Linked DNA regions of Mus musculus: all the other regions are linked to region 2. The links are chromatin contacts, called in public Hi-C, HiChIP or PLAC-seq and promoter capture Hi-C maps. All regions are on one chromosome and are shown on one strand. The core of a region is the stretch at or near the end of the contact, and the rest is flanking DNA. Distances in the headings are between cores, read along the strand shown. Region 1 overlaps Chsy1 (chondroitin sulfate synthase 1). Region 2 holds the start of Mef2a (myocyte enhancer factor 2A). Region 3 holds the start of Arrdc4 (arrestin domain containing 4). Region 4 holds the start of Selenos (selenoprotein S).

Region 1 (6,787 bases), core at 174-2,673, 1.2 Mb after region 2:
TTTCCTTTTATATGTTTGTGCACCACACTCAAGCCTGGTGCCCGTGGAGGTCAGGAAAGGGCATTCTATTCCCTGATCTGCAGGTACAGGTAGATATGAGCCACTATAATCATGACTTAGTCATATAGTCTTGTTTATTTTTTTAAAAACAAGGGACTCCTCCCATGCACTGCATCTCCAAAAACTTCCTGCAGGTCTTGTAAGCCTCCCTCTTATGCCACCTCATGTCTGCTTCTTCTGAGTCTCTTGCTTTCTAGCTTTTACACAGAGAAGTTGACAGACAAGAACTGCAAGGCTGTACCGCCACAGTCTCCATGTTCAGGGCAGACAGGCACACTGTTTTTGCATCATTTAAAAAGCTAAGCATATTTGTATTACCTAGATATGCTCATTTCCATAGGCACTGTACTCTAATTGAGCAAGCAGAAACCTGAATTATTAAAATACCCATTATAAATATCTACCAACAAGCCTTCTACTGCTTTCAATTGCATCGGTATAAGTAAAACTAAGCCTTCATCTAGAGAGGGAACACGGGACCTTATGCTTGTCTGGTAAGTGCTCTATCACTGAGCTAAGTCCTCAACCTCCAATTCTTGTGTTTTGGGGGTTTTGTTTATTTTTTGTTTTTGGCTTAGGAAATAAATGTCCAGCATCAAAGAAATAAATCTGCACAGATTACTTTACCCCTAGGTAGTAGAGTCCAGCAGGGTTGCCTTCCCTGAATCCTGGTGTCAGCAGGGGATTAGCATTTAATTGCTCTGTGAATGCTGAAAGAATCTTGCTACCCAGGAAAAGGGTTGGCTGTAATGGTCCCATTACACATTTTTTTACAGTCATGACATGGCACATTATAATCTTGCTCAATGATAAGCTCTTTATGGAGCTAGAAGTCTGCAGCCTCTAGAACAAAGACCTCTTCTGTCTTCAAGTTCCTAGAAGTCAGTAAGCTACAATTCACATCCTGTATAATATCCACTCAGAGAATCCAGCTCTGTATTGCTTTGCCCAGTTTCCCAGAGCACAGAACAGTCTACAGGACACAACAACCACAACAAAAGCCCTTCATTTTCTGTTGGAAGGCTCTGTGTTCTAACTGCCCCCACCCCACTTTTGCAGTCAGATTCATGTAGCAGTCTAGGCTGTCCTCAAACTTACTATGTAGCTAAGGATGACCTTAAACTCCAACACTCCTGGCTCTACCTTTTTTAAAATTTGCAATAATTTTAGAGGGACTGGTGAGATGGTTCAGTAAATTAGCCACTTGCCACCAAGTCTGACTGCCTGGGTTCAGTATCTGGGACACATGGTAGAAGGAGAGAGCCAAGTTCACGGATTATCCTCTGACCTCTACAGACACCATAGCTGGCACACATAGGCAGGCAGACACCGAAACGTAATACAAAATGTTCTGAAACCATTTCCAATAACAGAACTGTAAATGCTGAGACTAGCACCTCCTGCCCTGTTTCCTCCTACTTAACTATGACACAGGAGCTAAAATGAGGAAATTAACATTTGTAAACAACTAGTCCTTGAGCAGTTGACTCTGCCACAACCCACCAAGCTTGCTCTTCCATGCCCCTTTCTCTTCCAACCCAGAGGCCCACATTGAGTGAAGTCTTCATGTCTCAAGACCTTGACACAGGAAGAAACACTGAGGAATTTCTGTACCTTAGACTCTAGTTTAGTCTTGCCTGGTGTGGAGTTAGAGATTTAACATAGGAAGGTGAGATGTCTTCCTCACGCTCCATCCCATTGGAGAGAATTTAACAAACATGTTACCCCCTGAGACCCTACTGGTGGATGCTGACTCACAGTAAGTTTCACTTTGTAACTGCTGAAACATGGAACCAGTCCATAAACAAGCTTTAAATTACTTAGCAGCTAGTCTGAAAAACGGAGAGATTCCTAGCTACACTGAGTAAACACTTAGTTTTTACTTTGTGGTGATCCGTGCCTGCAAGAGCAGCCCTCAGAAAGCAGAGGTGGAACTGGGAATTTAAGGCCAGCCTGGCTAGTGGAACCAAGAAAGAAAACCAATCCTGTCAAACCTTTGTGTTTGTCATCTCCCGAGACTGCTGTTCACACTGTCACTCACAGTGACAGTGCTGTCCTTCAATCCCACTCATTTGTATTTGGTCATATAATTCCTGAGTGTTAACATGACTCAGAGAAGAAAGGTATGTAAATAGTATTAACCTTATAAAGCACAGCCCAGAGGGAGCATTTGGCACCCAGTCTGGCTTCCCCCACCCCAAATACAGTCTCTACTCACTGGAAAAACCAAAGGCAATCTCTCTTTCTGCTACCCAGGACAAGTGGAAAGGTAGACTAACAGTGCTAAGTTCTACATGGTTCCGGAACACCACTACCTCCTAAGAAACGTTCTCTGAATCTAAATGAATGACAACTCCTGAAAGTTTAGTGGGTAAAGAATTGTCAGAGAAGGCTGTACTATACAGTAGACAGGGAATTTCCACCCACTGAGATACCATGTCTAGGTTTGGAGTGGCACCTGCTCCTTTCAAGTTATTCAAGCAAATCTCACGTAAAGTCCACTTTTGATAAAATCCTGCCTGGTATGAGATCTACATACAACCCCAGTACTTGAAATATATATACATATACAGCATTCTGATTATATATACATATATATACATATACAGCATTCTGATTATATATATACATATATACATATATACATAGACAACATTCTGATTATATATACATATATACACATACAGCATTCTGATTATATATATACATATATACATAGACAACATTCTGATTATATATATACACATATGTAGCATTCTGATTATATATATACATATATACATATACAACATTCTGATTAAACAAACATTCCTGTTGCACAAGGTTGAGACATACCAACTTACAACACTCTTCTAAACCTTAAGCAATTTTACCCGATTTCCCTAATCCCGTCAGCACTGCCTTTGCCACCGTTCACTGTCAAGTTCATTCTTGCCTTTGTTTCCTCATTTGCTGTGCTAAAGACACCAGATTAAGTACCAATAAAGATGATTAAATATCAGAACTACAAACTTTAATTTATTGTTGCCTCTTAAAATTGGGAAGATATCATAGTTACTTTGAAGCAACCTAAAAATATGCTTGCTTAGCTTGTACAACCACTCTGGAAATAGGTCTGGCGGTTCCTCAGAAAATTGGACATTGTACTACCAGAAGATCCAGCAATACCTCTCCTGGGCATATACCCAGAAGATGTTCCAACTAGTAATAAGGACACATGCTCCACTATGTTCATAGTAGCCTTATTTATAATAGCCAGAAGCTGGAAATAACCTTTATCAAAAAAATGGATACAGAAAATGTGGTACATTTACATTTATACAATGGAGTACTACTCAGCTATTAAAAACAATGAATTTATGAAATTCTTAGGCAAATGGATGGATCTGGAGGATATCATCCTGAGTGAGGTAACCCAATCACAAAAGAATTCACTTGATATGCACTCACTGATAAGTGGATATTAGCCCAGAAACTTAGAATACCCAAGATACAATTTGTAAAACACAAGAAAATCAAGAAGAAGGAAGGCCAAAGTGTGGATACTTCATTCCTCCTTAGAATAGGGAACAAAATACCCATGGAAGGAGTTATAGAGACAAAGTTTGGAGCTGAGACAAAAGGATGGACCATCCAGAGACTGCCCTACCCAGGGATCCATCCCATAATCAGCTACCAAACACAGACACTATTGCATATGTCAGCAAGATTTTGCTGAAAGGACCCTGATATAGCTGTCTCTTGTGAGGCTATGCCAGTGCCTGGTAAATACAGAAGTGGATGCTCACAGTCATCAATAGGATGGAACACAGGGCCCCCAATGGAGGAGCTAGAGAAAGTACCCAAGGAGCTGAAGGGGTCTGCAACCCTATAGGTGGAACAACAATATGAACTAACCAGTACCCCCAGAGCTCGTGTCTCTAACTGCATATGTAGCAGAAGATAGCCTAGTTGGCCATCACTGGGAAGAGAGGCTCCTTGGTCTTGCAAACTTTATATGTCCCAGTACAGGGGAACGCCAGGACCAAGAAGTGGGAGTGAGTGGGTAGGGGAACAGGGCGGCAGGGAAGGTACAGGGGACTTTCGGGATAGCATTTAAAATGTAAATGAAGAAAATAATAAAAAATTGAAAAAAGAAAAAAAAGTGCTTGCTTAACACTACATATACTACTATTAGAATGTTCTAGAACTCTAATTATCTTTAGAGAAAACAGAGACTCAGGCTGCCAAAGCCTTTTATACTGCATCTCTAATTCATATTGCTCCTCTAGCTGCTGCTGGGCTCTCCCTTGCTCTCCTGTGCACATCACAGTGTTCTGTCCTGGCTACTGCCAATCTGTCAAGTGGACATTGAAGATCTTTTCTGTATAAACAGCTCATTCTGATGTTGATAAGAAGTTCTTAGAATTCAGGACTCTCCTTATCCCTATTATTTCAAAATGACTTTACACTCCACTTTGAATACTTATATATTAAAATGTAGGTGATATATCCTGCTGGACAAATTAGGGTGATAACATCTGCTATCTCAATTTTTTAACTACACAGGAAATACTGTATTTCAAGATTAAAATAAAGAGAACATGTCTATCCTACCTCCTGTCAGTGTGCTAAAGAAACCTTCTGTGTCAACTATACATAACAAGCTTAATAGGTAAAATGACAACCTTCCGATAATAAAAAAGTGACTAAGAAATAAACTCTAGAATACCTTCAGCACAGGCCTATCAGACTCACAAACTGTAGACATGTGCCAGTCTGCCTTTCTCAACAACATAATCCACCTACACATATGTCAGAGATACTATTGAAGATTTACCTGCACAACAAACTGCAGATCCAAAGCAACTATCAGATCTAAGTGCAAGTCCAAAAAAGGGATTCTAATTCAATGTTGTTTCACCAATTACAGTTAAATACCTGTTTATAAAAGTCAACATCTACACACGGCGAGTTCCCAGGAATGAGTTCTGAATGGCTGTTTTGCAATACTCAAGGATACCCTCACCAGCCTCTCACCTCACAGGAGTAGCTCTTATCCTGCTCTAGTTATGGTAACACACATCATCACAACCCTTGAAACCACCCCACTCTGTCGGCAATTTCTCCCCTTGTTTCATTCTGAGAAAAAAAAAAAAAAAAGAGTAAATAAATTCAGGTTCCAGAAGTTAGGTAACTTGCTGCATGAGACCACACAGCTAAAATGAGAAGCACTGTGATTCAAGTCCAGGCCTATTTGTGACCAAAGTCCTCACCAGCCCAACCTTGCCATGTCTCAACCTCTGTGCCACCCCCGCCTCTCCATCCACCACTTCTCATGCTAATCATTTTGCTGTCTTAAGACCACACACCTTGCTCTCTGTTTGTTTATACTCCAGCCTATTTCTTCTAGAGTATGAGAGAGTAGGGTTGTCTTAGTTTACTTTTCTACTGCTGTGATGAAACCTCACAACCAAGGCAACTTCTAAAAGAAGCATTTTACAGTTTCAGAGGGCTAGAGCCCATGATGGCAGAGCAAAGACATGGCAGAAGGAATAGCAGGGAGATTACATCTTGATCTTCAAGTTCCTTCGAGGCAGAGAGTCTTGAAATCTCCAAGCCTGTCCCCAGTGACACACCTCCTTCAAAAGGCCACACCCCAATCCTTCCCAAACAGTTCTGTAACTGGAGAGGGAACAAGTAATTAAATGTGAGCCTATTAAGGCCATTCTCATGCCAACCACTACAAGGGGCTATGCTTTCTTTATTTCTATGATATAAATAATAACAGGGATGTTTTCAGTACCAGTGTCACCAGAAGTATGTGCTGCTAATGAAAGAGGTACAAATTTTATTTTTGTAATGAACATGTAATAAGTTTTTCCAATTTGTTTGACTTCTTAAAGTATAAAGAGATATTCAGAATAACGTATCTAAGTGAGAAGATACTTTAAGCTATAAACTGGGCATCCAATAAAAGGATGATCTTAGATGGTATCAATGAAACAGAAGAGTAAACAAATCAAAACCATGTCCTCCATAAAAGTTCAAAGAGCACTGGTGAGAATGCCTAGAAGCAGCATTTTCAGGACTCTGAATCTTAACTAAACGAAGTAATCCAGAGAACTCTGTACAAGAGAAACAGAAAAACTATACAAACAGTGGGCTATATGGTCTTGGAACTTACCCTATATCCAACTCATTTTCCAGATCTACTCTAGCCTTGTCTATGACCACAGTCAAAATGATCAGCCTAGAAGTCCTTTAAGAGGTGAGACAGAGGCATGGATTTTCTTCAGAACTGCACTCCAAGACTAAAAGTGGACTAAGCATTTACTGGTCTTGTAGAGGATTGGACTTCAGTTCCTTGTACCTACACTGAGTGGCTCACAACTGCCTATAACCCCAGTTCTTGGTGGATCCAATACCCTCTGCTGGCATCTATGGGAACCTGCATTTGCAGGTCTAGTCAGGGCAGTACTGGAGAGCTTGCCCTGGTAGTGTGGATGCAGGAAAGCTGGTGGGGCTGACTTACTCAGCTACCATCTAGGTAGGTCCCTGATCCAGGGCTTGGAGTTGGCTCACCCTAACATGTACCCATCTAGAAACTGCTGAAACACGTGAAGGGGAGGTCTTGCAGATCCAAAGTTACAGGATCTCCACAGCACAGAGCAACCACAGGATATCTGAGAGAAGTCCCAGTAAAGACCCAGTATTGATAGTGTAGCAGCATACCAGACCAATGACT
Region 2 (7,084 bases), core at 484-2,983:
TCTCTCAGGGTGAAAAGCTGGTGAGAAGGGCCTAGTCTTCACTCTCCTTTACCTTTAGTTTTAGTGGAAATCACCAGAACAGCCATTCTCTTGGAGTAGAACAGTTGAATACAGCTGCTGCGGCTTCTGGTGGGATAACACTCGTGCCTTTCCTCATACCTTGCTGCTTTACACCAGAATTAGTGTGTTTTAAAATCCTCCCTGCAGCCTGGGCACAGGCCTTTTCCTCTCAAAGGGCCTGACAGGCTAGAGGGGAAGATAACAGCTCCCTGCCACCCCCCTCCACCAAACTCCCCTGAACACTGAAGCGAGGCCCTGAGTAGAAGCCCTGGGCTTATTTTCCAGTGTCTGGTAATCTCGTATCTCTGTACTGCCTTTGTGTCAGCCTCTCTCCAGCACATTGCCTTGTTGTCCTTGAGGGAGGAAGCCAGAGAGCCTCCAGCTTCCTTTGTAACTTCCCAGTTCCTCCGCACATCTGCTCACCCACCCCCAAAGACTTGTTTTAAAGCCCTAACCACAGAATTGAGCCTCTCATTTTCGAATGAGGGTTTGTGCCCATTGCATGGGCAGCTCTGGGTTCGGATACCAGCCATCACATTCTTATTACCTCTACAGCGGTAGCAACTTTTGGGGGTGAGGACCAGCAGAGAGTCACCCCCATAAGCCTTCTCTGGACAAAATCAGTAAGTTAACAAAATACAAGTGCTGTCTCAAAGACATCTTTTCCCCTCAGAAAAATCAGTTCGTCGAGTAGTTAGGAATTCAGATCCTTATGGCCCTTCTCTGACGCTGTGTGACCCTGCGTGGTCAGAGTGGTTCTCAGTTTTCCTTTCTTATCTGCCGAATGGGAACAGAAAATGAGGTGAACTTCACTGCGATGTGAGTACTAAGTGAGATACAGTTTACCACTAATCCATACTAGCTAGTATTAGTAGCCCAAATAGGCAGGTTGCCTCATTCTCAAGGTGTTTCTGCTTTCCAAGCCCCTGCTGGGATTGGGTGGCCAGGGACAGCATCCAACTGCTGGCCCGGCGGGGGTGACCCAGCAGCTGTCCAGGCCTGGACACAGGTGTGGCCCCGACCACAGTGAGGGCGTGGCGAGCCGAGGTTTGGGCAGGCCCGGCGCACACGAGGGCGGGGAGCTGGCCTCGGTCCCGAGCACCGCACAGGGCGTCTGGGCCGTCCCGCCGGGTCGGGCCTCTCGGCTGTGGTCACGGACCAAGCGCGGGGACTAGTCACGCGCCGCGTCACCGGAGCCGTGGGCCCGGGCTGGACCAGGAGGCGGCGGGGGCGCGACGCCACCGGCCCGCCACGCCCAGGCCCTCATCAAGTGACCAGTATCCCTTCCAGGAGAACACGGTCCTTCAAAGAGGGAAGCGCGCTCCAGGCTGCAGCCCCGGCGCCAAGCAGCCGTCATCTCCTTCCTGTGCCGGGTGATCTGTCGCCTCACCCACCCGGAAAAACATAGTCCGCCCCTCTTGTCCTTGTGCCACAGCGCTAGCTGTTGAGAAGGCGCGGCTCTCTCTGACTAGTCCCTCGTCTTGTCCATGACAAACCCTTCAGGACCCACCGAGAGCAGAAATATACCCTAAAAGGAGAGCCCGGGAGAGAAGAAAGAGAGGAAGCCGAGAGGAAGGGAGAGGCGAGGCCCGCGGAGGGACACCAAGACGTCCTCGCAGTGCGCACGCGCGCCGCGAAGAACGAGTTCCGGCCTGGCCGAGGCCTGACTCCTAAAAATAGCCCCGGTGTGGGGATCCGTGCGCGGATGTCCCGGCGAGTCCCGGGCTGAAGGAGGCGGCTCCGGGCGGCGCGGAGTGCTGTGGCGGGCCGGGCCGGGGCTGCGGCGTGTGCGCGCCCGCCGGCAGTAGCGGAGACTCGGTGAGGGGCCGCGGGCGGCGGGGATGTGGCGGCGGCTGGGAAGGGGGTCGGGCCGCGCTGGGAGTGGGGGGCACTACCACGGAGGGGCTGCGAGGCCGAGGAGGGGTGCCCGCGCGGCTCCGGGCGCCGGGGCGAGGCTGGGCGTGGGGCGGCCGGGCCCTCGGGAGAGCGGAGGGGCGCGGCCCCGTGCGGTGGGGGCGGGGTGCCCTGGGGCGAGCCCGGGGGGCTGCGGGCGCGGCGGCGGGGGCCCGCGGGGGGGACTGTCGCGAGCCGCCTCCCTGTGCGCGCCACCTCTGGGGCCCCCAGCCGCGCCGCCCCGCTCCTCCCTGAAAGTTGACGGAGTTCCCAGGGGGCCGCGGAGCCACTCGGTCCATTCCTCCAGCGTCGCGGATCTCGGGGTCTCCCCGCTCCGTAAACCGCCAGTGCGGGGGGCGTCCGGCCCTGTGGTCGCACTTAAAGTTCCCCCACTTCTGCTTCGGGGGGAAGGTTGGTTCACTGGGGCGGGAGGTAGGGGGTCGAACTCTCCCGTGGGGATATCGGCGTTAGGTTGTGTGTCTGGACCTGGCCCGGGCGGTGGCCGGGTTCGAGCACCTGCGGGTGCGGGGAAAAGGTCTTGGGAGTCGGGGCTGCAGAAGGGACCCGCTCCTTGCAATCGGGTAGATCCCGCCTTAGGTCTCAGGGTGAGATGGAAACTTTGCCTTTGGGTTCGATGTCATCTGTTTTTGGGCGGTTGAGGATTAAAGATCAGTGATATTGCAGACAAGTTTGGGAAAGGTGAGCGTTTTCTGAATTAGCATTTCCCCCCTCCCCCTGGAAAAGTGTAACTATCAAATTCTTGCTCACTCGGACCTTAAATAGGTCCCTGAGCTCTGAAGCCCCTGTCATCATGATCCAGAAGGCAACGGAGTGTAGACTGACTACACCGTCGCGCTAACCTGTATGTTTACTGTGAAATTGGGATTCCAGAAATTGAAATTAGAAAGACCTGCTGCGATGTGTTGACAACTATTTTAAAACTAATATTGTATAACAGTTTTCAAGTTTGTAGCGCAGCGCATCGTGTTTCTCTTATGTCTTTCTTGAAACATCCATTACTGTATGACAGTGAGGTTCTGTAAAGCAGTAATTAGGTGTATATTACACAAGAGTACTTTCCCTTTAAGAATCCAGCTGCGTTGTTTTGGCAACTGCTAAGTAGTCTAGTTGTCAGTTTTAAAATCTATGTTACCTTGGCAGTACTTGGACAGTCTGAGGAAAAGGTAAACAAAGTAGTGTGTGTGTGTGTGTGTGTTTTAAAACACACTAAAATGACATTTCTTTTCCTGTGAATTTAGGAAATGAGGATGAAGTAACAATGCTTTTATGACATTTGTATATACACTTTAGTTTTGTTTTTGTGTATTTTTGGAGATCTCTATTTTGTCTTGTAAACGGCAACTTTTAGGGAGACATGTTCCCTTAAAGATGATTTAAATTATAGTAAATGTAATATTATACAAATGGAATGTTTACTGAGACATATCTGTATGTTGTATAAGACAATACAATTAGTATTTGTTGTCCATTAATTGAGTTGGAATTACTTTTACTTTAATTCTTGTTACAAAAGTTGAGAGGATAATGTTAAAATCGTGAAAACACTTTGAAAAGCTTAAACAGGCTATTTGCTTGCTTACAGACTATATATTAATAATTCTTGTTGTAAGAAGGTTTCCTGAGATATTCATGTATTAAAACAGTGTTTGTGAAGAATGGTGATCTCTAAATTCAACTGTACTTACCCATTTCCTTCAGTTCATACTGTTGCTACACATAAGATCATAGTCTTTCATGAAGGTAAAATTGCACTTAACTCATCCTATAAGATTTTAAATTGAAGAGCTAGTGATCAGAGAAAGGGATAGCTTTCTGAGGCTTAAAAATGATTGTAATGTCAGCATGTTGAATTATGCCTTGAGAATAATTTAATTCTCTATATAGTTTTTATGTTTTCACAACAGGTAAATAACAAAGGGCTTTTTGTTTTAGTTTTTATTTTGGTTTTGGTAAATGTAATTGGAAATAAAGTTTTTTAAATGTTGGGTTGTTTCAAATGCTGATTGTTTTTTTTTTTTTTTTCCAGCTTTATAGTGAAGGTGAAGTTTGCTAGTGTAGTTAAGTCTTAGTAGACTGTCTTCTGATTTGGGAGGGTCTACATACAGTCAGATTTGTTTTGGGGAAGTAGCATGCTTGACAGTCTGTTTGGGAAACCCTCAGTTTTCCTCTTGCATCTTTTAGTCTGGTAAGAAGAGGATTTCATTGTAACACTTAGTGATGAAATCATGGATTTTCTGAGGCATTTAAATTTCAAACATTGTGTCTTATAACATACTCCCCCTAGAAAGATAAGCTCAAGGTTCATAGGAATGTTACAAAGTCTAGTGCCAAGCTTTTTAACACTGAAGGGGCAGTGAGAATACTGCTTTGTGTATTGAAGATGATCACTAGTGCCTTTCCCCAGGATTAAAAAGGTTTGTAAATGTGGTCTTTATAAATCGAGATGTGATTTTTTTTTCCAGTTAAAGTAGTTAAAGAAGAGTAAATAGGGAAATTGAATGACTTTATAAGATAGATAATATGAAAGGATTCTGATTTGCAAACCTTGAAGAAAGATTGTTTGATTTTTTTTTTTTTTTTTTTTTTTTGGTCAGGTCTTGATTTTAGATGCTAACCTTACTACTGACAAAATTAATGAAATAACATTGATAAAATGGAAAAGAGTTGTGCCACCTGTCCCATGGCAGTAGAATTTAAATGAGATGAGTTCATAGCTCACTGCTGAGCCTTGATGTACAAGAGAGCATGTTACCCCGACTGCTCCTTCCTTCCTGCTTCCATGGGTCTTTCCCATAACCGTCTTGTATGTAAGCTAGCGTGAGAATGCGCTGTGTCACAAAGGACTTGGTCTGGAGAATGCTCATGTGTGGATTTGGATAAACTATGCCAGTGCCAATGTCAGCTCACACTCAGATCATCTGTACAGTGTTCACTGGACTAGTTTACTTTAGGTTTTTGATCTGCAATTGTGACTTGCTTCTAGTCTCAGTCTCCCTTAATTTTGTTTTAAATTAGATTAAATATAAGTAATTTTCTAATTCTTCAGTGAATTAAGTCTTGTATTAGTTGTGAGAGCTCTTTTCAACATGTGGTCTTTAGCATTTGAAACCAGAAAAAAAGTATTTGTTCAACCTACCTGAAATAAATATACTTAAAATAGCTTTTCATTAGTAAGTAACCTATAAATTTTTCAGTCTTCATTTTCCTGGTCTGTGAAGCTAAATGACTTCATCTATATTTATCTGTGTACCAGTGATAAGTGCACCCTCTTCCAGTTTACTATAATTAAATAGTGTAAGCTCATTTGTTAATTAGAAAGTATTACATTACAGCATAAGATCTGTACTGGCATTATTTAATAGATACTTTTATATTAATTTTTATAGATTTTAGCAATATTTGTATTAACTGAACCTAATTGATAAATATTGCATTTAATTTAATGTAGGGTGTCTTAATGGTAACTGAAGATAAAATCACAAGTATCTAAATTTAAAACATTAGGATGGAATACCATTGTTTATATAATGTTGTATAGTAGTAGATAATTTACGAACACTAACACTTGGTGTTATTCTTGGTTTATTCTTATTTTACATATTTGCATACATGTTTGTATATGCACCACAAGCGTGCTGCTGATGACTGTGGCAGAGAGCACTTTTCTAACATTGGTGAAAATCAGACATTAATCACTTTTCTAGCAAATACCAGTCAAGGCACACCTTTCAGTCAGGTGCTCTCTACCATGACCACATCAGCCTTCAAAGCACACACATCTTTTAATGGCTGTTTCAAATTAATGCTAGTTTTCTTTTCTAAGCAGAAATACAGACTTTGTAGATTAAAAAAAACCTGTAAAAGTTTGAGGCTTTGAGGAATGCTTTCAGTAATGGATGGTGAGTTTGTGTTATGGGAGCTGCTCTTTTCCCTTGTTTTGTGACCAGCAGTTGCATATGCAGCTGTGGCTTGGGTTAGTTTGAGATATGACTCTTTGAGCAAAGACTTACTTTCTATTTGACCTATTAAGATAGCTTGCAATGTGCACGTACTGAAAACAAGTTACTCTGTCTGGCATTGCATAATGTTGTATTTGCCTGTTTCACCTTTGGTCCTTACTCCCAGAAGTTTATCTACTATGTAAGATTGGAATGTATTTCTAAATTTCAGAATATGCAAGTTCTCTCTTTTTAAAAATTTATTTTATGTGTACTTTGGCTGCGTATGTATGTATAGCACATGTATCCTCAGAGGTTGAAGAGGGTGTTGGATCCTCTGGAATTGGTGTAGGCCACCATGTGGATGCTGTGGATAGGAACAGTTCCCCTCTGCAAGAGCAGTGAGTACATTTAATGACAGAACCATTGCTACACTTGTATGCCAGTTGTTTAAAACCAAAAACAGAAACAAAAACTTAGAAGGTGTGTGAAGGATCAGTAGAGGGCTGTAAGGCAAGGATAAGAGATTGCCTTTTAAAGTCAGAAGGTTAAGTGAAAAGAAGCAGTCTACTTAGTCCTCTGTATGTTTGAAGCTCATTCATTGTATAAAGTATGAAACATAACATCGACTACATAGAGTTGAGAGGATTCAGTAAGATGTGTGAGTGTTAATAGAATGACTGATTTTATAGCATGCAGTAATTTACCCTGCACTGTTATTTTTCTGCTACTGTGGCTGCAGTTGTTAGTCAATGGCTTACCTAATAAGATTCTTCCATCAGACTTTCTAGATACACCTCAGCCATTAACCTTTGGTTTCTCTGCCTTAGCCTAGACAAGCTGTGTGCTCTTCACTGAAATAACCATGTGTTTTCAAGGTGATGACTCCTACTTACTAACTTTCTAGCTTAGAGTTCTCTTGAGCTTGCTGTCTACTTAGACATCCATTTAGAATCTTAAACGTAAAATAGCTGAAAAAGAGCCAGATTTTCCTCTCCGTTACTCATTTTTCCTTTTTCCCTCTTCCTCCTCTTCCTCCTTCTTATCTCCTCCACCTCTTTCTTCCACTATCTTGTATTTCTATTGGTCTTCTCTATTTTAGTACATTACTTCATTCAAGCCAGAAACATAATATTCTTGTTCATTCTCAAATCTAATTCACCCACAAGTCC
Region 3 (6,229 bases), core at 2,754-5,253, 1.4 Mb before region 2:
AAGTCATCAATAAATTCCTTTATTATCTAGAGACTATCCATAAGTTCTGTGACTCTAGAGAACCCTGACTAATACAGTGAGGTAACACAAACTCATAAAGACATACACGGCAGGTACTAACTTATAAGTTGGCATTAGCCATCAAGTACAAAATAACCATGCTGCAATCCAAGACCCAAAGAAACTAAGAAATAAGGAGGGCCTAAGGAAAGGAATGATGTGCGACTCTTACTCAAAGGTGGGCATAAAATAGACATCAGAGATGGACAGAGGAAAGGAACTGAGTGGGAGAGGGGGTAAGGAGGGAACAGGGTTGGGGATCAGGTGTGGGCAGAGGTGATGACTGGAGAGGACTGGGGGTGTGAATGGAAATCAGTGGGGGCATCTTTCAAAGTAGCTGGAGACATGGGATGAGGAGGACCACCAGGAATCAATGGTGGTGATCATAACTGAGATTCCTACCAGCAGAGGATATGAAGACTGAAGTGTCCACCTCCTGTGGCCAGGCAGGACTTCCAGTGAAAGGAGAAGGGCATCAAAGCACCCACAAAACCTTCTAACTAAAATTTGTCCTGATTACAAGATATGCAAGGATAAAGATGGAGCACAGATTGAGGGAACAGCCAGCCAATACCTGACCCAACTTGAGACCATCCCATGTGAGAAAGCCAGCCCCTGACACCATTAATGTTACTCTGCTATGCTTTCAGACAGGTGCCTTGTATAACTGTCTCCTGAGAGGCTTCATCCAGCAGCTTATGGAAACAGATGCAGAGACCTACAACCAAATATCAGGCAGAGCTAGGGGAGTCTTGTGGAAGAGTGGAAGATAGAAGTGACAAGCAAGAAGGATTAAGAACACCACAAGAAGACCTACAGAATCAACTAACCCAGGGCCATGGGGATTCACAGAGACTGAGCCACCAACCAAAGAGCATGCAGGGACTGGATTTAGACTCCCTATACATTGATGTAGATGTGCAGCTTGGTCTTCATGTGGGTCCTCTAACTATTGGAGCAGGGGTCTCTGACCCTGTTGCCTGATATTTGATCCCTGTCCCCTAGCCAGATTGACCAGTTGGGCCTTAGTGGGAGAGGAGGGTCCTGCTGTAACTTGATGTCCCAATGTAGGGTGGGCCCAAAGAGGAGAAGGGGAGGGGGTAATAGTGGAAAGAATTTGTAAGAGTAGGGCATGGAGGAGAGGATGGAGTGGTCCTATGATCAGGATGGAAAGTGAATTAATTAATGAAAAAATAATTCAAACAGCAGAACACCAAAACAATATAATCTTATCAATAAAAGAGCAAATGATTAGTCCTGACACTTCTAAACAGAAATATAAGTGACATACACACATAAGCACATACACATGCAAACACACATCATAAAGTTTTATGTGTGTATTTCTGTGTTATGTGTGTGTGTATACATTACACTAAACTTGACATAACGTTTTATATGTGTGTATACATATGCATGTGTGTGAGAGAGAGAGAGAGCAAGAGTGTGTGTCTATGTATGAACATGTTCATGCCATGCTATGCATGTGGAGGACAGAGGACAGCTCGCAGGAGTAGTTCTTTCCCTCTCACCTGTAGGTCCTGGGCCTCAAAGTCCAGATGGTCCAGCTTTATGGCAAGTGCCTTTACCTGCTGAGTCATCTCACCAGCCCCAAGAACTACATTTGCTAAACTGCTCTTGCTCACACATCCAGGTGCCTATAGTCTAAAATCATTACTGGCACAATCATTGCTGGCACAATGACTCGTGCTTATAAATGCTAGCACTTAGGAGAGAGAGGGGGTCTGGACACCTGAACTACCCATATTTACTTAGTGTAAACCCTGTCTCTAAAACCTAAAGGTTGGAGATGTGGCTTAGTGAGAGAGAGAGCTTGCCTGCTTTGCAAAAAATCTTAGGTTGGATCTCCAAACCTAGTAAAACAAACAAGCAAAAAACAAACAAGCAAAAAACCAAAATCTTGGTCTCTGGTAGCATGGGATGCCATGTCTACAGTTCTGTCCTGGTGCCAGTCTGTGCATGTCAGTGAACTTTCACCTCTTTCCTAGACACTTAATTTTGAGGAGAACATCTCTCCCTGGAGCCAGTGGAAGATCAGTAAGAGGTCCAGCACTATTCATCTGTCTCAAAACCGGTGGTTGTGATCCATCATTCAGTGTTTGTTAACACACATTGATTGAGTATTGCTTGCTTCTGTGTTAGATACAAAAGGTTAAAAAACAATGCATGAGAGCAAAGTCTTTGTCCTCAGTGGGGGCAATAAACACCGTGCAAGTACATGTTTAAGATCAAGCTGTGCTGTGAAGGAAAGGAAGCAGGGACCATTATAGACACTGTGATCAGGAACCCAAGGGTAGTATTTCGGGACCCCCAGGGCTGGATTTATGGCTCTTTTTACTTTCTTTGAGAAGTGTTAAAGAATCTTTGGACACCCTAAAGCCTTACTAAAGTTACAGTGTTCTTTGAGGGTGTGACTCCTGGCAGGTCAACCATGCTGCAGTGGATGGCCTCTGCTCAAATGTATGAGCAGCACAGATAGAGCACCAGTGAGCTCTATGACAGCAAACCACACTTTAAATTAAATCAACAATTTTGAAAAGAGGACGTGAAGTTAGAATATGGAGGTAAGTATGCGTTTGGAAGGAGTTAGGGGAGGAATGGGGGTAGAATATGAGCAAATATACTGCATGCATGCATGGACTTCTTCAAGAATAGAAATATTATACAAATGAATAAATAGATAGATAACAATAAAAATGCCCGTGTTGATCATCTAAACTCAAAAGAGTGCAGTAAAACAACCTATACTTTCAGAGCCTTGGAAAGAAAATATCCTTCAGTTTCAATTTTCAATTATCAAACCTTGATAACAGCTTACGCACTTAGAATTTTAACGAGGGGAAATAAAGGATTACAAATTGATAGACAAATAATTACACATATTTAAATATTCTAGATACCAAAAGGCTATCTAGAACGGTGTGAATTAAAAAGAAACCAGCAAGAAGAGCTGTGGGTTTGGGGAACAAGTCACGGAGACAGCTGGGCATGTTCTAGGACTATGATCCCGGGGTTACGAAATCCTTTTGGGTGGGGCACTTGTGTGTCAAGTATCGATCTTTTTTTCCAGACATAATATTTGCACACTTTACAACTTATGCATGTATATAACGACCAAATAGAGTATTATTCAGTCAATAATGGAGTCCTTCTGTTTGCATCAGCACCAATAAGTGGCAGGTGCTGTTTTAAAACCACGACCTTATTTAGAGGCAGAAGAACCAGAGACGGAGTCTGGCTGGACTTCAGCAACCAGGAACAGAACTTCTCAGGACAAAAGCACTAAGAATCACAGCATTCTTCCAAGACATTGGCTCTCAGCTAGTACAGGAATTCTGTCTGAGACCCAAAGAGGTGTGGCTCAGAATCATGAAAGTTAGCAGATTCTGATATCTGCTTTAAAGTTCCAAGGCAGCCAGCATAAAGCGAGACTCCTGAGTTCCATTTTCCAAGAAACCTTTTGCTGGGCACTCTGCAGAAGTAATCTTAAACTGGGCCTGCTGCAGCCACAAGTTCATGTTCTAGTACAAACTACTCTAGCCTCTCTGAGCTGGAAAGCCCGCCCCCACTATAACCATAGCAACGCTGACACCAATGCGCCGGTGAGCCGGGAACCGCCCCCTCCCTAACAGATATTGTTTCCCATCCTCTGTCCACATGGGCGCACTGCCTCACTATTGGTCTGTGGCCCAGGACTGTGCCTTGCTCCCACCAATAAAGGTCCTGTGCACGTGCACTATGGTGTCTCCCGATTGGTGAAGCCCTCCTGATCACGCACCACCGTCCTGCTCAGCCTGGTGTGGGGGCGCCAATGAAATGACTAAGTGGCCATGTACAGCCAATGGGAAAGAAGCAGGTTTCGCGACTGGCCAATGGCAGTGCTCTGTAGGCGGGCCGTGTCAGCCCCTTTCCAGTCCCAGTGGGGTGTGTTAAAGAGACAGGGCCCCAGTGCGGGTGTTTCACCCGGCTGGGCGCTGTGGCCGTAGTGGCCCTGGGTGTGCGGCCGGCGCCCGTGACAGCAGCGTCGCGGAGCCGGCTACCCCGACCTGGGGCCACTGCGGATCTTGGTGGCAGAGCCGCATCGCCTGGCGGAATGGGAGGCGAGGCGGGAGCCGATGGTCCTCGGGGCCGTGTCAAGAGCTTGGGGCTAGTGTTCGAAGATGAGAGCAAGGGCTGCTACTCAAGCGGCGAGACAGTGGCCGGGCACGTGCTGCTGGAGGCGGCAGAGCCGGTGGCCCTGCGCGGACTGCGCCTGGAGGCCCAGGGCCGTGCCACCTCTGCCTGGGGCCCGAGCGCTGGGGCCAGGGTCTGCATCGGTGGGGGCTCTCCCGCAGCCTCCTCAGAAGTGGAATACTTGAACCTGCGGTTGAGTCTGCTGGAGGCCCCAGCTGGTGAGCTTGGAGATCCCCAGGGAGGGGGGCGGGAAGGGGCGCGTCCCTGGGTGCTGGGTGGCACTGAGGGAAGCTTCTGGAAGGGGAGTCATCTGCTGTCACGGGGGAAGGGCAGGAGGCCAAGCCTGTGCCCCTACCTGGCTTCTAGGAGGAGGCCAGACCCTTTTGTGTTGGTGTGTACCTTTGAACTTAGCTTCCTGCGATCTTCTAGTAACCTATTACAGAATCGTTGCCATGGAAACCCGCCATCTGACTGTCTGGGTTCTAGGTCCTTCCTCACCTGGAGGCATGGAAGGTGGAATTGGTGACATTCTGTTATGTGGTGCCCAGAGTTTGATGGCCTGCTGCTCCTGCCTGTCCTGGCCCTAGACACTCCCGGGTTCATGATGATTTACAGAAAACTAAATCTTGGGAAAAGGGAAGTGGTACTTGGGTAGTTCGAGAGAAGTGTCTCCTCACTGGGGAACATGAATCTCACTAAGAGCCATCCATTGCTGTAGCTCCCCTTCCTCTTACCTCTCCCCATTCAGAAAGGCCTTTGCAGACAATGCCTGCCATCTGGGCCATTTCTGACTTTTCCAGAAGTGCCCATGCATATGTATGTTGGGTTCATGTGATTGCATTTCATCATGAAAATGCTAGTAACCGTGAGTCAGTCTTCTCTCAGTGGAAACTATTGTAAACTTCTATCTGTCTGCCTCATCATCTTGGACCTATCAAATGCCTTAAGCTTACTACCTAGTGCATCGTATCCTCCTGTGGAGAAGTACAATGGTGTCCAGATAAATCCTCAAATATGTGCCTAACGAGAGCTGTATTTTGGATAATGGGGTGTGGCAGGTGAGAGCTCTACCTGCTTTAATGTCCTTTCCTCACTGTGGATTCCAGGAGTCTTTTCTCCCAGTGATTAATAACCAACAAGGATGTTAAAGGTGGCTGACTGGAGGGAAGGCCGTGGCAGCGAGAGGTAACCAGGTTTCTGTTTAAGATTCGGCCCCTGCGCCTGTAAGGATGAGAACTGAACGCTGCTTTGGTAACATCTGGGCTAACAAATAGGTTTTGACTCACAAGTAAGATCTTGTTGCTTTGTTCTAATGAAACAGCTACATCTAGACAGCTGCCAGTTTTCCTAGAATGTGTTAGCAATGGTTATAGTTTGCTTAAAGTCAGCTTTTATTTAAGGAGTGGGGGAACATTTCCCCCACATACTTACAACTTGGAAGAACTTAGCAACTTGACACAGATTCTCAGGGTCATTAACTTCATAAACTAGTTATCATTCAATGACCTAGGGTGATCTTTTTTTTTTTTAAATAACTGTTGACCCCTAGGATCTATTTTAAACTGTTGGATCTATGTTTTAAAAATCTTCCCAGAATATTCTTTAAAATTATTATTCTTATTGAGCCACTTACTATCATTGTGCCTGAACCACTTCAAGTCCTTATGAAAAAAGATCGTGATAGAAAGACCTAGACACCTCGGCCGAAGAGATGGCTCAGCCATTAAAGGCTAGGCTCATAGCCAAGGATATAAGAAAGTCCCAGGGACCAAAGCAGAGAATTAGCTTCAGTTCATAGGCACCCACCAGAGTGTGACCTTACACAGCCCCTCTCGTCCCCTCTACAATGTTTCTAGATCCCAGGGCTCATGAAAAGGTTTCATGAAAAGCTCTGGTTGGAAGGGCTTTGGTGGATAAAGCAGCTTCCTTTAACATTGTAGCCCTCAGTGGACAGGTGGAAACAGTGAGAGCCATA
Region 4 (6,546 bases), core at 3,332-5,831, 1.3 Mb after region 2:
CCCCCTCCCCCAGCTGCTTCTGTCACTCCACCATAGCAACGGGAAAAGCACCGATATCCCATGAGTAACCTGGCTGATCAAACAATCCTTGTTCCTTCTGGTCTACACCGCCACCTTTTCTTGGCTCTTCTGAAACCCACTGTAGTGTGCTCGACCACCCCTAAACCAGGTCATAGGCCGTACACAACTTCAATCAAAGCCTGTAATCCCAGCGCTCGGGATTACAAGGCATCAAGCACAGGGTGACAGGCTGGCATCTACCCTGGCTCCAGAGGCATGTGACCTGGGCACACAGTTCTGTTGAGTAAATACTGTTATAAGAAAACACTTGAAGGCAAAACAAACAAAAGATACACTTTTCTTCAACAGTGTTTCTCCCTTGACAATTCAAAACTGCACAAAGCAAACATGCTGACCAACTGTAAACTAAGGGAAATTAATCTTCATATTCACCCAAGACACGCACTCACATACACCGTGTTCATGTCTGTCTGTCACTGCAATAATGTATTCACACAACTATTCCGACTAGCATACTTTTCTCTGACTCTGAAATGCATCTTGAATCTAGTGAGACACGACCCTGCTCTCTAAGCTTACAAATAACAGTAAAAATACTTTACTGTTATCACTAAGCCTGATTAGTGAGAGAGACCTTGCTTAGCAGGCTCAAGGGAAAAACAAAAAGACCCAACAAATGGATTAAGTCAACCCAGTTCATACCTGTCTTAGTTTTTCCTTATGTTTTTCAACTTGGGCATTTAGATCTTCCTGCATTCTCAAACGAGCAGCTGCTAAAGCCTCTTGCCGCTTAACAACAACATCAGGTTCTAAAATAGAAAAGCAAGTAGGTATGAGTCCATATGAAATCGTCTCTAGAGAAAGGTTCAAATGTCAGGAAACCACAACAAAGGATCCCCTTGTATACTCATGGCAGAGCACTAAGTGCTCTGATGGCCACCAAGATGAGTGAGAGAACACTGTACAAGGTGGCCATCTCACTTGCACTGACCAGCATTCCACAAAGCAAAACAGAAGGAATTTGCATCTCTATCCATCACTTGACCGGCCCAGGTCAATGAGAAGAGGTGTAAGATTCTTATTCTTGGTCCTACAAAGCAAAGTCCTTTCAACTAGCATTAAGAATCTGAATGTTGGACTGGTGAAATTCTCAGTGGTTACGAGCGCTGGCTGTTCCTCCAGGGGTCCTGAGTTCAATTCCCAGTAACCACATGGTGGCTCACAACCATAAGGGGATCTGATGCCCTCATCTGGCCTGCAGATGTATATGCAAATAACAAATTAATTATATATTAGATAAAAAATAAATTAATCATGTATTAGATAACCTCGACTGGCCTCAAACTCACTATATAGCAGAATGACCTTGAACTCCTGTTCCTCCTGCATCCACGTCCATGTGCAGGACTACAGAAGTCTGCCACCACACCCACTTCTACTTGGTACAGGAGATCAAATGCTCTGTCTTGTGTATGTTAGTCAAGCACTCTACAAACTGGGCCTCAGCTCTAGCCCCAGCCCCAGCCCCAGCCCCAGCCCCAGCCCCAGCCCCAGCCCCAGCCCCAGCCCCAGCTTATTTAATTTTTTTTTTTTTTTTTTTTTAGAACAGGGTCTTACTATGTAGCTCTGGCTGACCTAAAACTATGCAGGCTGGGCTGACCCCAGATTCACACAGATCTGCCTTGCTCTGCCTCCTGAATGTAGGGATTAAAGGTGTGTGCCCCACACCCAGCCCTAGTTTAGTTTTCTACCTAGTTGTAAATCCACCCATCTCAGTACTGCAGTAATCAGTTGAATGGTAATCTATATTTAAGTTATACTGCAATATAAAACAGTGTTTCTTTAGGATACACACACAGGAGTGAAGCTTCTACACAGAATGGCTGCCCTTTGAGCTTTCTCTAAACAACCAAATGGTAAGTGGAAATCAGGTCTGATGAGGTCAGGGAAAAATCAAAATGGAGTGCGTGTAAAACCTAACACTGGAGATGGGGGGAGGTGTGGCACAGTAACTGGAAGAAGGAAGGAAGGAAGGAAGGAAGGAAGGAAGGAAGGAAGGAAGGGAGGGAGGAAGGAAGGGAGGGAGGGAGGGATGGAGGGACAGACAGACCCTAACACTGAGTTTCTGGTCACTCACAATAATTCTAGAGAGGTTCACTGGGGGGTGTCGCTGGAGCACAAAGAAAAGGGTGACATTTTCATTTTAATCCTCTGTAAATTAAGACCCACTAACTGGCCCAGCCACAGCTAATGGGAACAGTGAAAGTCACAAAGCCAGCACAGCTGCTTGACCGCTATCTATCAAAGCTGAGCAGAGCGATACAATCGCTGTCACATGGTCTTCCACTTCTGGTCTTGATCTCCATGTGTTGCATGCTTGGGGACTTTTAATATTTGTACAACTTGGGGATTGATGGGAAGCGTATGACTCTCTTATGCCTTCTCCCAAGAGGACAGCTTCTAAGCGTTCCTAGGGGAGTCCTAAGCATACCACTCACCCCACTTTTAGGGAGACATCCTTATCTGGCTCTACTTGAGGGTCTTCCTTAGGCCCGGAGGTTGTGTCTCAAATAAAGACACCAGAGATCTCCTTGTGAGGCTCAGGCTCCAAGATATCCTTGGATCACGCACTCGCCTCTCCATTTACTCAGGCACAAGATAATTAGAACAAGGTAAACTTAAAAGAGAAATAAGACTCAGCAGGCTGGAGAGGTTGGCAGCCGATCAATCAGGTTAAAGCCTCTTCCTCCTGTCACTCAGGGGAATACGTGGCATATATAACATTGGGGGGGGCACATATGGAATGCCCCTCCAGGAAAAAGATACAACAACAAAGTTAAACCGGCTTGAGTTATCTCTGCCCTACACGGGGGCTTATCCTGATGGACAAAGGATGGTGTGGATAAATGATAGAAGAATGAGGGATTAAGACCTCCCTTGGAAAAATTAGTCTATGCAGGACCACTGTGATGTCCTATGGCCAAGGAACAAAAGAATACCAAGTTCAGACCTAAAAATAAATTCCACAAAGATAAAAACATTGTATTACATCCAAAATTGAATAATAACTGTAGCAGTTCTGGCCTGAAGATTTTCCTTGGGCCTAATGACAATTAGCACTCTAACCATCAAAAGTTGATTAAATAAACTGCTAATCTACTGCCATAGGACATGACAACCTACCCAGGCTGGCTTGGAGATTTTCTGTCTAGTGCCTTTGAAACCATAAGAGCTACCAGCCTGAGAATGGACTGTCATGCTTTGGCAAAATATGCCTCTAGATTCTTTAAAAAAATGGGCTACGGGGTTGATGAGGGAAAATGATTGTAAAAGATAACTCTGCTCTGTCACGGTTTATCAATGATGGCTAAACTTATGACTACGAGGAAGCTAAAATACATCTGGGGACAAAAATATGATCTATGAATCCATCCCTGTCTACGGAGTGCTGTATAAAGCAGCACCCCACTTCCAGTCAGTCAGGTGGCAAGATTCCCAGGACCCCAATGCCTGATCCCCCCACCCCCACCCCCGCCCCTTGACACTTCTTGTTTCCTCCACAAGACCTGGCCATCTCCAGGGACTGGTCCCCATGCACCGAACAAGATGTGCATTGAGTATGCTATACACCATCACGGAGTCTTTGCATCTCAATAAAAATCTTTCAAACCTCAAAGGCATGTCTTGCCACCACCCACTAAGTAAATGACAGGCGCCTTCATTTCTACCACATGGCACTAACCCAGAACAGTCTCGGCTTGGTCCAGCTGTCTCTGCCTCAAAGCCCTCAGTCGAAGGGAGAGCCTCTGGATGACAATGTAGAGTAGGATGCAGCTGAAGAGGATGTACCAGCCATAGCTGGCCAGCAGGGAGCCCACTGGGGGGAAAAAAAAAAAAAAGAGAAAGAAACCAGTTTCAGAAATGGTAATAGCATTTTTTTCAATAATACTCTACAAAAATAGTCATAGCTTCTTCTTTCAGAACCTTCACAGTCTAGCTGGAAATGGACTCCTAAGAAGCGAATCGCTGGGTACAGAAACTTCTCAACTACAAGGGGACTCGGGAGTAGCCCGGAGGGTGCAGAGCCCAGCAGCTAGGTTCTGAAGGACTAAAGGGGACGTGTCTATCTGATTCAGGAAAGCAAAGGCCATCCAGACTCCGTGAGTTACACTTTGTTAAGGAGTGAGACAACAGTGTGTTAGTGTCGGGTAGAGTGAAACGCCGGGCGGAGGACTCCACTGCAAAAGGAAAATGTTAAAGGGACTCCCGTGAGCCAAGTCCGCGAGCGCCCGCCCAGCTAGGGCGACTTCGAGAAAGGTGAGCTCCGGCCCAACAAGCAGGCTCGGCCAGTCCGCGGCGTTAACGCCAAGCCTCCTGGAGGCCGACCCACCGAGCATGGCGGCGCCCGCCGCCCCTGACCTGTCACGTGCAGGAATCGCAGGCTCTCGGTCTCCAGCGCCGGCCTCGCGGACAGAGGTTCCTCATCGCGATCCATGGCGGCCACCGCCACCGCCACCAACGACAAGCCCGCTGCTCCTCTCTGCTCTGCGCTTCCGGTTCGGCCCTATGTACACGTGGCGCTCACTGCCGTGGCGGTACTGACCTATCGTGGCTCGACCTACCTCGACGCTCGACCAATCACAGGGGGGGTGTGACCAGAGGGCGGGGCTGAAAGATGCCCAGGCGGAAGCGCGTTTGACTTTCAGGGAGGAGCTCGCAGCTCAACTCGGCATAGCTCGGATAACCGATCTTGTATTTGATACTGATTGGACATTGAGGCTCAAGAGATTTGAAACCTCCTGGAGATGAGATTTGAGTCCCGCCCTTGTCACCGGGCCCTAAAGGTTTGCAGCATAGATTCCCCTCCCCTAACGTGCGGAAAGCGATCTACTTAGAATTCCTTTCTTCTGATCCACTGTCTCAAGGGAAGGAATTAATGTAGTAATGACTTCAACTTAGGCTCTTATGTGTTACATTACCACAGTTTTTGTAATGGTTCTCTGCAACATACTAGGAAGGCAATAAAGGAGATAGCTGCGATTTGAAAAGGAACTGATGGAATCAAGTTTCCATAGATTAATGGGATTAAGAAGGTGAGAACTCTGTGGTGTTTAAAGGTGGGATCCTTTGGGAAACTACTATATGAGGTCAATGTGGGTGTCCCCAGAGAAAAAGAGACTAGATTTCTGTGCACCCCACCGTGAGATGACTCAGCCTGAGGAGCCTGATGGAATCTATACGGTGCTGTACCAAGCTTGAGGACTTTGAATCTCCAAAATGGAAATAAAACTCACTGTGTCATAAAAACTAGTCTGTTAAGGATCTTCTAATTCAGCGACTCCATCTGGGGACATGGGAGAGAAAAGCCTGGAGTCACTTCACATTATCAACCACCTTGAAAATAGACTTTGATGACTGGATATGAAGCTAAGAATATGAAGATAGCCATGAATTTGCTGATTTTTTTTTTCAGACACAACATGGCTTTTTTAAAAAATTGCTAAATTTTTAAAGTTTTATGATTTTAATAGTTTTCTCAGTGGTAAAAAAGGATCAGTTTAATTTTTTTTTCTTTTTTGGTACCGATGACTGCCACCCCACCTCTGAGGCCAGTTTGAACCCTCTCTCTTTGCTTAAGGTGATTTCTCACATCATACAGAGCAAGTGAAACATCTGGTTACGAGAGAGGAGGTTGCTCATTTGCCTGTTGATCCAGTCCCTTAACATCTGCAATCATGATGATGAAATAAGTAATGTTTAGTTTCATTAAAAGACAAGGTGGAGGGGAAATGTTGGCACACACCTTCAACCCCAGCACTCAGCAGGCAGACACAGGTGAGTCTCTGAATTTGACGCTCAGGACAGTGAGGGCTACACAGAGAAACCTTGCCTTAAAAGCCTTTAATCCCCGCACACTGGTTAAGAGGGGTTAGTTTCATTAAAAGAGGAGGTGCTGGCTCACTCCTTTAATCTCAGCACTCAGGAGGCAGAGGATGGCTGATCCCTGAGTTAGAGGCCAGCTCTGTTTACAGGGTGAGTTCCAGCCAGGGCTACACAGAGAAACCCTGTCTTAAAAAACCAAAACCATGCCTTTAATCCCAGCACTTGGGAGGCAGAGGCAGGCAAATTTCTGAGTTCAAGGCCAACCTGATCTACAGAGTGAATTCCAGGACAACCAGGACTACAGAGAAACCCTATCTTGAAAAAAACCAAAAACCCAAAACCAATAAAAAGGGAGGTGAATGGATAGGATCAAAGTACATGATACACAGATAAAACAGTGTAATAATGAAATCATTATTTTACATAGTCTTAGCCAAGGAATCTCTTCCGCTTGGAACTTTGCAATCTAACATGGAAACTAGCAATTCAGAAAGATAACATGTTAAAACATACAAAGTAGGAGTAGGATTGTATCTCAATTGGCCAGGTGCTTCCTTGCCTAGCACGTACAGAATCCTAGGTGTAAGGTCCCCCACTGCAAACCCGAGTATGTGGCAAATGTCTCTCATCCCAGCATTTGTG

The links. Promoter capture Hi-C pulls out the DNA fragments that hold promoters and counts their contacts. A called contact is a pair of places that touch in the nucleus more often than the background predicts. HiChIP or PLAC-seq counts read pairs in DNA pulled down with a chosen protein or histone mark.
Region 1: a contact with region 2 is called in a promoter capture Hi-C map of liver, with 2.3 times the contacts expected there. The contact joins the enhancer-like site here to the promoter of Mef2a in region 2. A contact is called at or near these places in 2 of 39 promoter capture datasets (liver and pre-B cells) and 2 of 115 datasets of contacts at active chromatin or transcription factors (bone marrow-derived dendritic cells and large pre-B cells).
Region 3: a contact with region 2 is called in an H3K27ac HiChIP or PLAC-seq map of bone marrow-derived dendritic cells, with 5 times the contacts expected there. The contact joins the promoter of Arrdc4 here to the promoter of Mef2a in region 2. A contact is called at or near these places in 1 of 39 promoter capture datasets (cranial neural crest) and 1 of 115 datasets of contacts at active chromatin or transcription factors (bone marrow-derived dendritic cells).
Region 4: a Hi-C map of CD8 T cells shows a contact between it and region 2, with 4 times the contacts expected there. The contact joins the promoter of Selenos here to the promoter of Mef2a in region 2. A contact is called at or near these places in 1 of 39 promoter capture datasets (pre-B cells), 1 of 484 Hi-C or Micro-C datasets (CD8 T cells), 1 of 115 datasets of contacts at active chromatin or transcription factors (bone marrow-derived dendritic cells) and 2 of 9 other capture datasets (adipose tissue and liver).

What each region holds. Positions count from the first base shown.
Region 1 is chr7:66,130,512-66,137,298 of GRCm38.p6, reverse strand. All of the region lies in intron 2 of Chsy1 (chondroitin sulfate synthase 1), which reads right to left. Among named protein-coding and RNA genes, the nearest start is that of Chsy1, 24 kb to the right of the region's middle. Within about 2 kb of position 1,423, at least 102 of the 459 cell types and tissues checked have an H3K27ac peak or open chromatin away from gene starts, as enhancers often do. A contact at or near this core is called in bone marrow-derived dendritic cells and liver, where this site is marked.
Region 2 is chr7:67,367,507-67,374,590 of GRCm38.p6, reverse strand. Mef2a (myocyte enhancer factor 2A) reads left to right here and starts at 1,733. Exons shown (of 11, transcript NM_001291195.1): 1 at 1,733-1,878.
Region 3 is chr7:68,747,012-68,753,240 of GRCm38.p6, reverse strand. Arrdc4 (arrestin domain containing 4) reads left to right here and starts at 4,003. Exons shown (of 8, transcript NM_001042592.2): 1 at 4,003-4,472. The coding sequence starts at 4,175.
Region 4 is chr7:66,077,684-66,084,229 of GRCm38.p6, reverse strand. Selenos (selenoprotein S) reads right to left here and starts at 4,581. Exons shown (of 6, transcript NM_024439.3): 1 at 4,441-4,581; 2 at 3,764-3,898; 3 at 724-830. The coding sequence starts at 4,516.